Regions from separate parts of the Mus musculus genome. Here region 1 is linked to region 2. A link is a contact called in public Hi-C data. All regions are on one chromosome and are shown on one strand. The core of a region is the stretch at or near the end of the contact, and the rest is flanking DNA. Distances in the headings are between cores, read along the strand shown. Region 1 overlaps Zfat (zinc finger and AT hook domain containing). Region 2 has its middle 420 kb from the start of Zfat.

What was found. A called contact is a pair of places that touch in the nucleus more often than the background predicts.
Region 1: a contact with region 2 is called in a Hi-C map of muscle stem cells, with 1.8 times the contacts expected there.

Annotation. Positions count from the first base shown.
Region 1 is chr15:68,221,198-68,225,756 of GRCm38.p6, reverse strand. It overlaps Zfat (zinc finger and AT hook domain containing), which reads left to right. Exons shown (of 16, transcript NM_001145888.1): 2 at 814-990. Among named protein-coding and RNA genes, the nearest start is that of Zfat, 35 kb to the left of the region's middle.
Region 2 is chr15:67,839,614-67,843,825 of GRCm38.p6, reverse strand. No RefSeq gene overlaps it. Among named protein-coding and RNA genes, the nearest start is that of Zfat, 420 kb to the left of the region's middle.

The DNA.
Region 1 (4,559 bases), core at 1,482-3,981, 380 kb before region 2:
ACTGGACACATATGTAGCAGATGTGCAGCTTGGTTTTCATGTGGGTCCCCTACCAGTTGGAGTAGGGGCTGTCCTTGACTCAGATGCTTGCCTGCCTTTGGATCCCTCTCCTCCTGCTGGGCTGCCTTGTCTGACCTCAGTGGAAGAGGATGCATTTAATGTGCCAGGGTAGATTGGTACCTAGGGAGGGAGCAATTGGGGAAGAGGGGTGGGAAGGTGAGACTAGGAGGAGAGGAAGAAGAGGGCTGTGATCAGGATATAAAGTTAATAAAAAAATAAATAAATGAATAAATGAATAAATGAATAAATAAATAAATAAATAAATAAATAAATAAATAAAAGCAGTGCATTCCTAGCTTTTGTGCCCCATTGGGTGCAGGAGCCAGCCATTCAGTTCAGTTGTTGTAAGGGTCTTAGTTTTCGGGAAGCATTGCCTTGGCCGAGCTTCCTTGCACCTGGTCTGAGAGAGTTTGGCTAGAATTCCATGTGACCCGCAGTGTGCCTCTCCCTTCATCTGAGAGCAGGATTTGGCTTGAGGTTAACTTCCATGTTAAACCACAGTTATGTTTCCATTGACTGTGCTTTTCTGGAGTTTGGCCTGCTGGGTGGGTCTCTGCAGCAGAAAGTTTTGAAATACGGAAAAAAGAATATTGTCATTATGCCCACCTGAGGTATCTGCAAAGGGAACAGTCTGCAGGAAGTGGACAATAAAATAGCCCCCGCCCCCCATCTCTCTCTTTCTCTGTTCTTTGTAGTAATCATTGTTTATGTGTCAGAGAAGTAACAATACTCCCTGTAATTTTTTTCTTACAGAAAACACAGCCATCTTCATGTGTAAATGCTGTAATCTTTTCTCACCAAATCAGTCAGAACTCGTGACCCACGTTTCTGAGAAGCATGGGGAAGAAGGGGTCAATGTGGATGACGTCATCATTCCCCTCCGGCCTCTGAACACTCCAGAAAACCCCAACCCAAGCAAGGGTGGAGATGGTAAGGACCACAGGCATGCTGGGCAGGGACTTATGATATAGGAACACTCTAAATTACTGTGAGGCCAGCTACCTGGCTCATGGACACAGCAGAAACTTAGAAAATCCACCTCAGAGCCAAATACTTGTCTGAATGTAGATCTTGTGGAAGTTCAGCTCTTTGAATTTCCTACCCAGTAGCTTCTGTAGGTGTTCCTCTAATACCTGGTCAGTGATATGTGTGTGTGTATGTGTGTATGTTTGTGTGTATATGTGTATGTATATATAGGCATGTGTATATGTATATTTGTCTATATGTATGTATGTGTATATATGTGTGTGTATTTATATGTGTTTATATATGTGTGTATGTTTGTATATATGTGTTTGTACATATGTATGTGTGTATGTATGTACGTATGTATGTTTGAAGCAGGTTCCAGTAGCATAAAGCAGGAGTCTGACCTTAGACAAGTGTGGAGTGGTTCAGCTTTAGCATCTATCAGCTGAGTTATTTAAAGCAAATGAAATTTATTTTCTAATCCTCACTTTACTTATCTGAGAAATGACGACAAATATTCAGATTAAGTCAGAGAGTGTGGCTTCCCTACCTCTGGTCCTGCACAGATGAGGATGAAGGTAGGTCTTGTACGCTATCAATAAATTACTCTCTGTAAGTTGGGAAACAGTGTCTCCAAACCCATATTTTAAACCTAAAGGAAGGTTGAGACTGTGACTCTTTCAGGTTCACAGTCAGTGGGCAAAGGGAGATACATCTGTCTGCAGCTGCTGTACCTCTGTTCCTGAATGATATCAGCTACAGCAGGCACCATGGATTAGAGAAGCCATCTAGGCACAGTAATTAGGTCCCCACAGACGAGAAGGAAAACATGTAGTGCAAAAGGGACAGCTGCAAGAGGGACAGCTGCAAACAAGACTTAGACAAATGCCCCCACAAACCCCTTTATGCATGATGAGGGGCAGCACCAGTCTGCCGAGCAGAAGCCCAGGCTGGGTGGCAAATGTCCCATTGAGGGGTTCATTAGCCACTCTCACCATACAGTTGCTCTTTCCTGGGAACGTTCAGAGTGGCATTCAAAACAGTCTGGCTTATTGATCATCTGTCGGACACTGTTAACAAGGAGAGATTCCAGACGGAAAAATGTTTGGTTAATAAGTCCCTCTGGCCGAGGCCTGGGGTGCTGGAGAAATATGTCTGACAGATGATTAAGTTGTTGAGGAGCAAGAAGTATTGCTGTTCATGTTGCATGATGAGAAACTAAGAAACATAAGCCCCTGAAATGGGCGTAGGGGGAGGAGGGATTCCCTTGGGTCAGCATCCACATTGCCCAGTGCCTATGCTGCATCTACCCTCAGAGGCTTGGGACAGATCGTCCCCTCTCCCACAGAAAAGCGACTCAGTGGAAAGTTCTCCACAGTTACTTCTCAACCTGTAGGGACTGGTACTCAGATTTGAATAAAAAGGGGAGGAAAGCTTGCATAGACTGGAAGAGAAACTGCTTCTCCCAAGCCCTGGAAGTCTCAGTTCCCACCCTTTCCCTGCCTGACCCCATCGAGGAGCTACTAGGATGCAGACCATTCACAGAAGTGCTTTCCTGCTTAGAGAGGCATCCCAGCAGGACAGGTTCCAGTTAAGAAACACCTTGCCGGTTTGGGTTGAATAGGCATCAACTCAGGGAAGAGGGTTGTTTGTTCATCGAACTCACCCAGCAGATAGGAGTCAGTGGATTACCATGGCCAGCATGCGAGAGAAGCTTTTGCAAAGGTTTTAGTTCCTTTTCATCAGTGTTGCTTAAGATCTTCTTACTACAGTGAAACGGAGCATGAATCAAACAGAAAACAATTTTATAGTTTCGTTTCTTTTATAAGCAAGAACGGGAAAAATTATGCACTTACAGGGAGGACTGTGTGGGTGTGCTTGTGAGATGTATATTCTGAATTCTGCCATTTCCCTTCTTACCTAACGATGCCATTATACACACAAGACCAGGTCTCCTTCCTCATAGTATGATCTGTCTTTGGCTGTGGCCCTCCACAACTGGTCTCTGATTCCCAACTCCCCCCTTGCTCACCTGAGATCTAGCTGCTACAGAAGCAGCAGTTAGCAGAAGGCAGACGTCAGCCTTCTGCCTGGGATGCTCACTCCTGAAAGATAGCTTTGTCCAGTTCACTCCTGCACATTTCTTGGCCTTCGTCAGTTTGGGTTGACCCAGGAGGACTTGGCATTAGCCATGTGTGGGTTTAAGGCCCCTTCCTCTGGGCTCTAAAACTCCACTCTGAGTCTCAGAGCAATGTCCCCGGCCGGCCATGTGTTAACTATGCCCGGGCTACTCTCTTTCCCTTCTCCCAAAGATGCCTTTGGGCCATTCCCCAGCACAGGGTCTGGTACACAGTGAATCCTCTTACTCAAGTGCCATTGAATGTGTTGGCATTTGAAGTTGTCATCTTTTGTTTTCTTGATGTTGGCTTTGCTGCCTCACCTTTCTCTTACAGGATCTGTTCCATCCCACCTATCAGTACCCAGGAAGCATCATTAGTGACCAACAGAATATAAATTAAAATTATACATAGTTTTAATTTTTTATTATCAAATTAGAGAAAACTTTTAAAGATATACTGGTATTCTTCATTGTTTTAAGTATGGAAAAATAGAAGCTTCTAGATCCTGGTATAATGTTAATGGGCAGTCTATCTCACAGAGCATTCTGATAGACCTGTTAAAATTCTAAATGAGTACACTCTCTCTTTGCCAGAGCAGAGCCTGCATAAATACACAATATATAGTGTTCATGGTGCATTGTTTAAAAGTTGGAGAGAAGAGATATGCTGTCAAGAAAAGTTAAGTGAATTATGTATTTTCTATAGAAAAATACCACAGACATAAAAAAAAAAAAACAGAAAAATGCTACTTATCCATTAGTACATGCCTGAAGCTTGCTAAGCTGAGCATGTGTGAGGCTTTCTCTGTCTTTATAGTCACTGTAGTGTTTCCTATGGTTTTGTCTCTTTTATGCATTTTAAGTTTTCTATGACTTATTTTTTAGATGGCTAATTCTATTTTAACTTACTTTTTTTTTTTTTTTTTTGAGATAACACTGACATCAAATTTTACCATGTCAACAGCCTTGGAGCATACATTTCCATGACTTTAACCACGGTCAAAATATGTATGTTTTTACAATTACCCAGTTCTAAAACATTCTCATCACTGTAAAGCCAAATCAAACTAACACTTGCACCCCTAAGCAGCCAGTTTTCCCTTTCCTTTGATGTCCTGGCACTCACTGACTGATGGATGTGTCCTGGTGAATGTCTACACTCTGTATGCTTCATATGAACAGGAGTCATAAGGCGTGGCCTTCTGTGTCTGGCTCCATTCACTTAGTGTCCTGGTTTCAGGATTTACCTATGTGCTAGCATGTGACAGGTCATTCCTTTTCATGAATGAATGACATTTCAGTGCACGGACATACTATACTTTTATCCATTGGTTCATCATTAATGACAATTTAGCTTCTTTGAGCTTCTTGGCTATAGTGAATAATGCTTCTATGAACATTGATGCACAGA
Region 2 (4,212 bases), core at 1,591-4,090:
AAAATATATTAAAGTTTTTAACATAAAACATCAAAGTTGAATAGAAAACTATTATAATGTTTTCATGAATCTAGAAGGCCCTTCTAACTGTGACCCAAGTCTATGGAGCAGGAGACAGCTACACAGGCTTTATTGACTCTCATGCTTAATGGCCATTTCCTTTTTCCTGTCTTCTCTCCTTTTCCCCTCCTTTACTTCATTCTTCTTCTATTCTTTATCCCTCTTTTTCTCTCTCACCTAGCTCCTTCCTTTTCTTATTTGAAATGTGGATCAAGAGCTTAGAAACACCGGGGAAATAATAAAAATGTAGATTTTTCAATTGTGTCTATGTGCGGAGAATGCATGTATGTGTGTATATGTTGGTGCATATGTATGCACATATATGTGAGTATGTGTGTGGAGGCCAAATGATGATGTTGATTTTATTTATGTTCACTTTATATATTGAAACAGTTTTGTTTTGTTTGCTTGCTTGTTTCTTTGTTTGCTTGTAGCTGAACTCAGAGCCCATGATTTCAGCCACTGTATGTAGTCTGGCCAGTTTGCCATGGGGAGCCTCTGTCTCCATGTCTTGAACCCGAGGATTAGAGGCAGCAAGCAGTGGGTTCTGGAGGTCAGAACTCCAGTCCTCATGCTTGCGTGTCAAGCACTTTTACTGCTGATGCATCTCCCAGTCCTTTAGTTCCCGTATATTTTTAAAAAGTCTTTCCTCAGACTTTGGGTTGGTACACCTACATTATGACTAATCTTGGCTGACCTTCCATTGTTTTCCCAAGAATCTCATTATTATGCTGCCTAGTATCATTTCATTAGAGTTAGCATTTTACAAGGGCAAAGATTTCATATATCATTGATTGATACCTTAGTGCCTAAAACTGAGTTTACGTTATAGTTGGAACTCAGTAATTATCATTTTACTAATTAATGTTTGGGGGGAAAATAAAAGGAGTGTGGAAGGGACATAATAAATCTAGGCAAGTGTTTCCTGAAGAGACCTTGGGACCTGTTCATGAAGGAAGCCAGATTTTACTGTGGTACTCAAGGGCCCAGGAATGAGGGAAGAGGCACAAATGATAGACATTAGGAACATTCAGGGATTAGTCAATTAGTACCCTTATCCAGGCTCTGATGGAAGTTGATTGTTTGGGCCTGTGTTGGGAGACATAACCTCTTTGTTACTTCTATACTGATCCAGGGTCCTAGCTTTCCTGGGGAGCAAACTGTCTTTGCTGAGCCAGCATTTCTGCTGTGCTTCATTTTATTGCCAGTTGATATGCTTTTCTACCTACATTGCAGATCCCAAATAATGACTCAAGGCTTATTATTTATTAATTGTGGCTTTAAGATTTAAGCTAGGCTTGTTCCCTGACTAGCTCATTAGCTTGTAATTCATTAAAGCTGTTTATACTATTCTATGTCTGCTACATGGCTGGTTACTCTTCCTCAGTTTCATATGTCCAACTTCCTTCAACTCCGGATGGTAAATCTTTCCATCCCTGATTCCTTTCCAGGATCCTATATCTACTGGAACTCCAACTTTCCACTTTTTGCCTTTTGCTAATAGGCCATCCACTTTGTATTGACAGGTGATGTTTTTACACAGTGCCCAAAAGATTATCCCTACAAGTTGATACTTTATGGTTATGCCGTTTATGCCAATGATATAAGGAAGAGCCAGAATCCTGGGTGGTGGTTTTTGTTTGTCATCTTAGTACTTGGGTGGCTGAGACAAGATTTCAGTGTTTTAGTTAAGCCTGGGCAACATCATGAGTTCCAGGTCAGTCTGAGCTATAGAGGGAGAAGCTATCTCAATCCAAATGTAACTTAATTGAACCAAAATAAACCAAACCAAACATAGCATGACGAAAATATCATAATATTACATAGCAAAAACCTCAGAGTAACGTGTCATGTAAAATTTGCAATTAATTTAAGAATTTAGAATAAAGGCCAAAGGATAAAGCTACTCAGAAAACAGTTTGGCCAGGAAGACCTAACCTGAAAGCATATTGATACTGGAATGAAGAAAGTATGGAAAGATGACAGATGGATGCTTTGCTGAGTCATGAGTGGCATCAACTTTCTTTACTTCAACTTTGCTGGTCCTGGTAACGTGCATGGCCAAGAGCTATTTATGAGATTCTGAGGCCAAACCAAAAGAAGTCTGGCAACTTACAGCCAGGCCTTTTGGAAAGAGCTACTCTGTTGAAAACGAAGCATGGTATCAGAAGCCTGACCATGGAGAACATGCTGTGAAAAAGCCTAGAAACTGGGTGAAGAAAGGCAGATGTCCTGGCTTCTCTGAGATATTCTACTCATTCTACTCATGACTCCCGACATGTGAGTAAATAGTAAATATCAGGCCTTCCAAAAACAATGCAGAAAAGAATCAAAAAAGCCCAGCTGAAGGATACAATGAGGACCTGGACTCAAGACCCATGATCATCTCTTTAGTCACCTGCATATTTGAGTCTCTCCAGTCCATGCTCTGTTGTGACAGAGAAAAGATGAACTATTTCTATGAGGTCTACCAGAAATCCCAATGTACAAAGTTGTGAACACGTAGGGATGGTGATTGCTTTATGAGCATTGAGATGGCTCATTATATGGAATGAAGCATCTTGGTTCATTTTCTTGAAGACATTTGTTGAGCACCTACTGCTGCTTGGTGTTTTGACAGTGCTCTATCTTTGAAATTTCCACAAACTCTGAGGCATTCTTATGATATGTATAAAAAAAAAATCTGTGCTCAGTGAGTTGAGGAAACTTGCTCATGACTACACTGCTCATCAGAGCTGGGACTTACGCTGGGTCCTGCTAGAGGAAATAAGAGAGCTTGGCAAGTTGCTTGCTTAAGAAAAGGTTTGAGTTTACAGTTGAGCTGGAAAGGAATGTGCCTGAGATGCCAGTTATTGCAGAATTCCCCTGTGACTCTGCGAGGAGCCCATGAATTCTGAGTGGGCTGCTGACACCAAAAAAGAGTCAGCAGCAGATTGCACACAGATGCCACTACAGAGGGTTCTTTGGTGAGATTTGTTTTTTTGGCCAAGCAAGGCGCAGGAAATAAAGTGGAAAATGACTTTCACAGAGAATGTTTGTAGTGATTATCTCTGCAGAAAAACATCTACCCAGTTCAAAATCTACTCTCACAAATCTAATTCTTGTTCTATGCATAGAGAATCTCTGGTGAGGGGGTGCATGGTGAATTTATCAGTTGGAGTGTGATAAACAGCTGATGTTTCTCTTCCATGATGCCATTTCAGATGCTCAAGGTGTCAAATTTCCTCATAGTTAATACAATTGATGCCTATTTCTCAATTTGTTAAAATTGAAGGTATAAAATGATACACAATATGCCTTGGAAAATAAGGGAGAAAGAAGACTCAAATTAAGGTAGGGCTAGTTCCCTTTTTTCCACAAGGTATCCTCCAGGATTTCTCTGATTTAGTGCTTACATTTAGTCATGCCAGGTTCCCACTAGACTGTATGTAGAAGACCATGAAAGCTGAAATATGGCCTTAGACATTGTATTCACTTTGCTCCAGTATTCTATTTGTAACATCACATAGAGGCTCACAAGGATTTGTTCAATGCAGGTGCCCATTGTGCTGTCCTTTATGACCTTGGCTCTTGGGTTGGTGAACCCAAATTAAATTTTGGTAAGGATTATTATTATTTTCTTCATCGTATTGGGTGAGCTTCATTGCTTTGTAGTTTTGGTGTGTGCGGACTTCTTTATACCATTCTCTCTCTCATTATCCTGTGGGTGTCTGTAAAATCTAAAAAGAAGCTTCTCTGACCAAGATATACCATAAATATTTAGAAAGCAGTTTGACAAAGATACAGTTTACCAAATAAAAATAGTATCCCCATCCTAGGGCCTACAACCTCCTCATATCATGGGGGTTTGACTAGGTTTACAGTAAAAGGCATGGAATCCCTCCTGTGAATTAGATCATGATTTTAATCAGTAAGTAGTTGGTTACCCCTTTACAGTCATACCATATCATACTGCAGGAAAGATTTATGTATAATATTTTTGGATCTCTAATTCATGTGTATACTAGATATTATACTGCATATACATAATTTTTCCAAATCTACTAGTATACACAGTTAACTCACTTTATCTGCCCTCCTTCAATTGCAATTGTTTTAGATTTTTCTTCCACATATGCTGTATAGTAGTCTAAGTTTGGCTTAATTAAATCA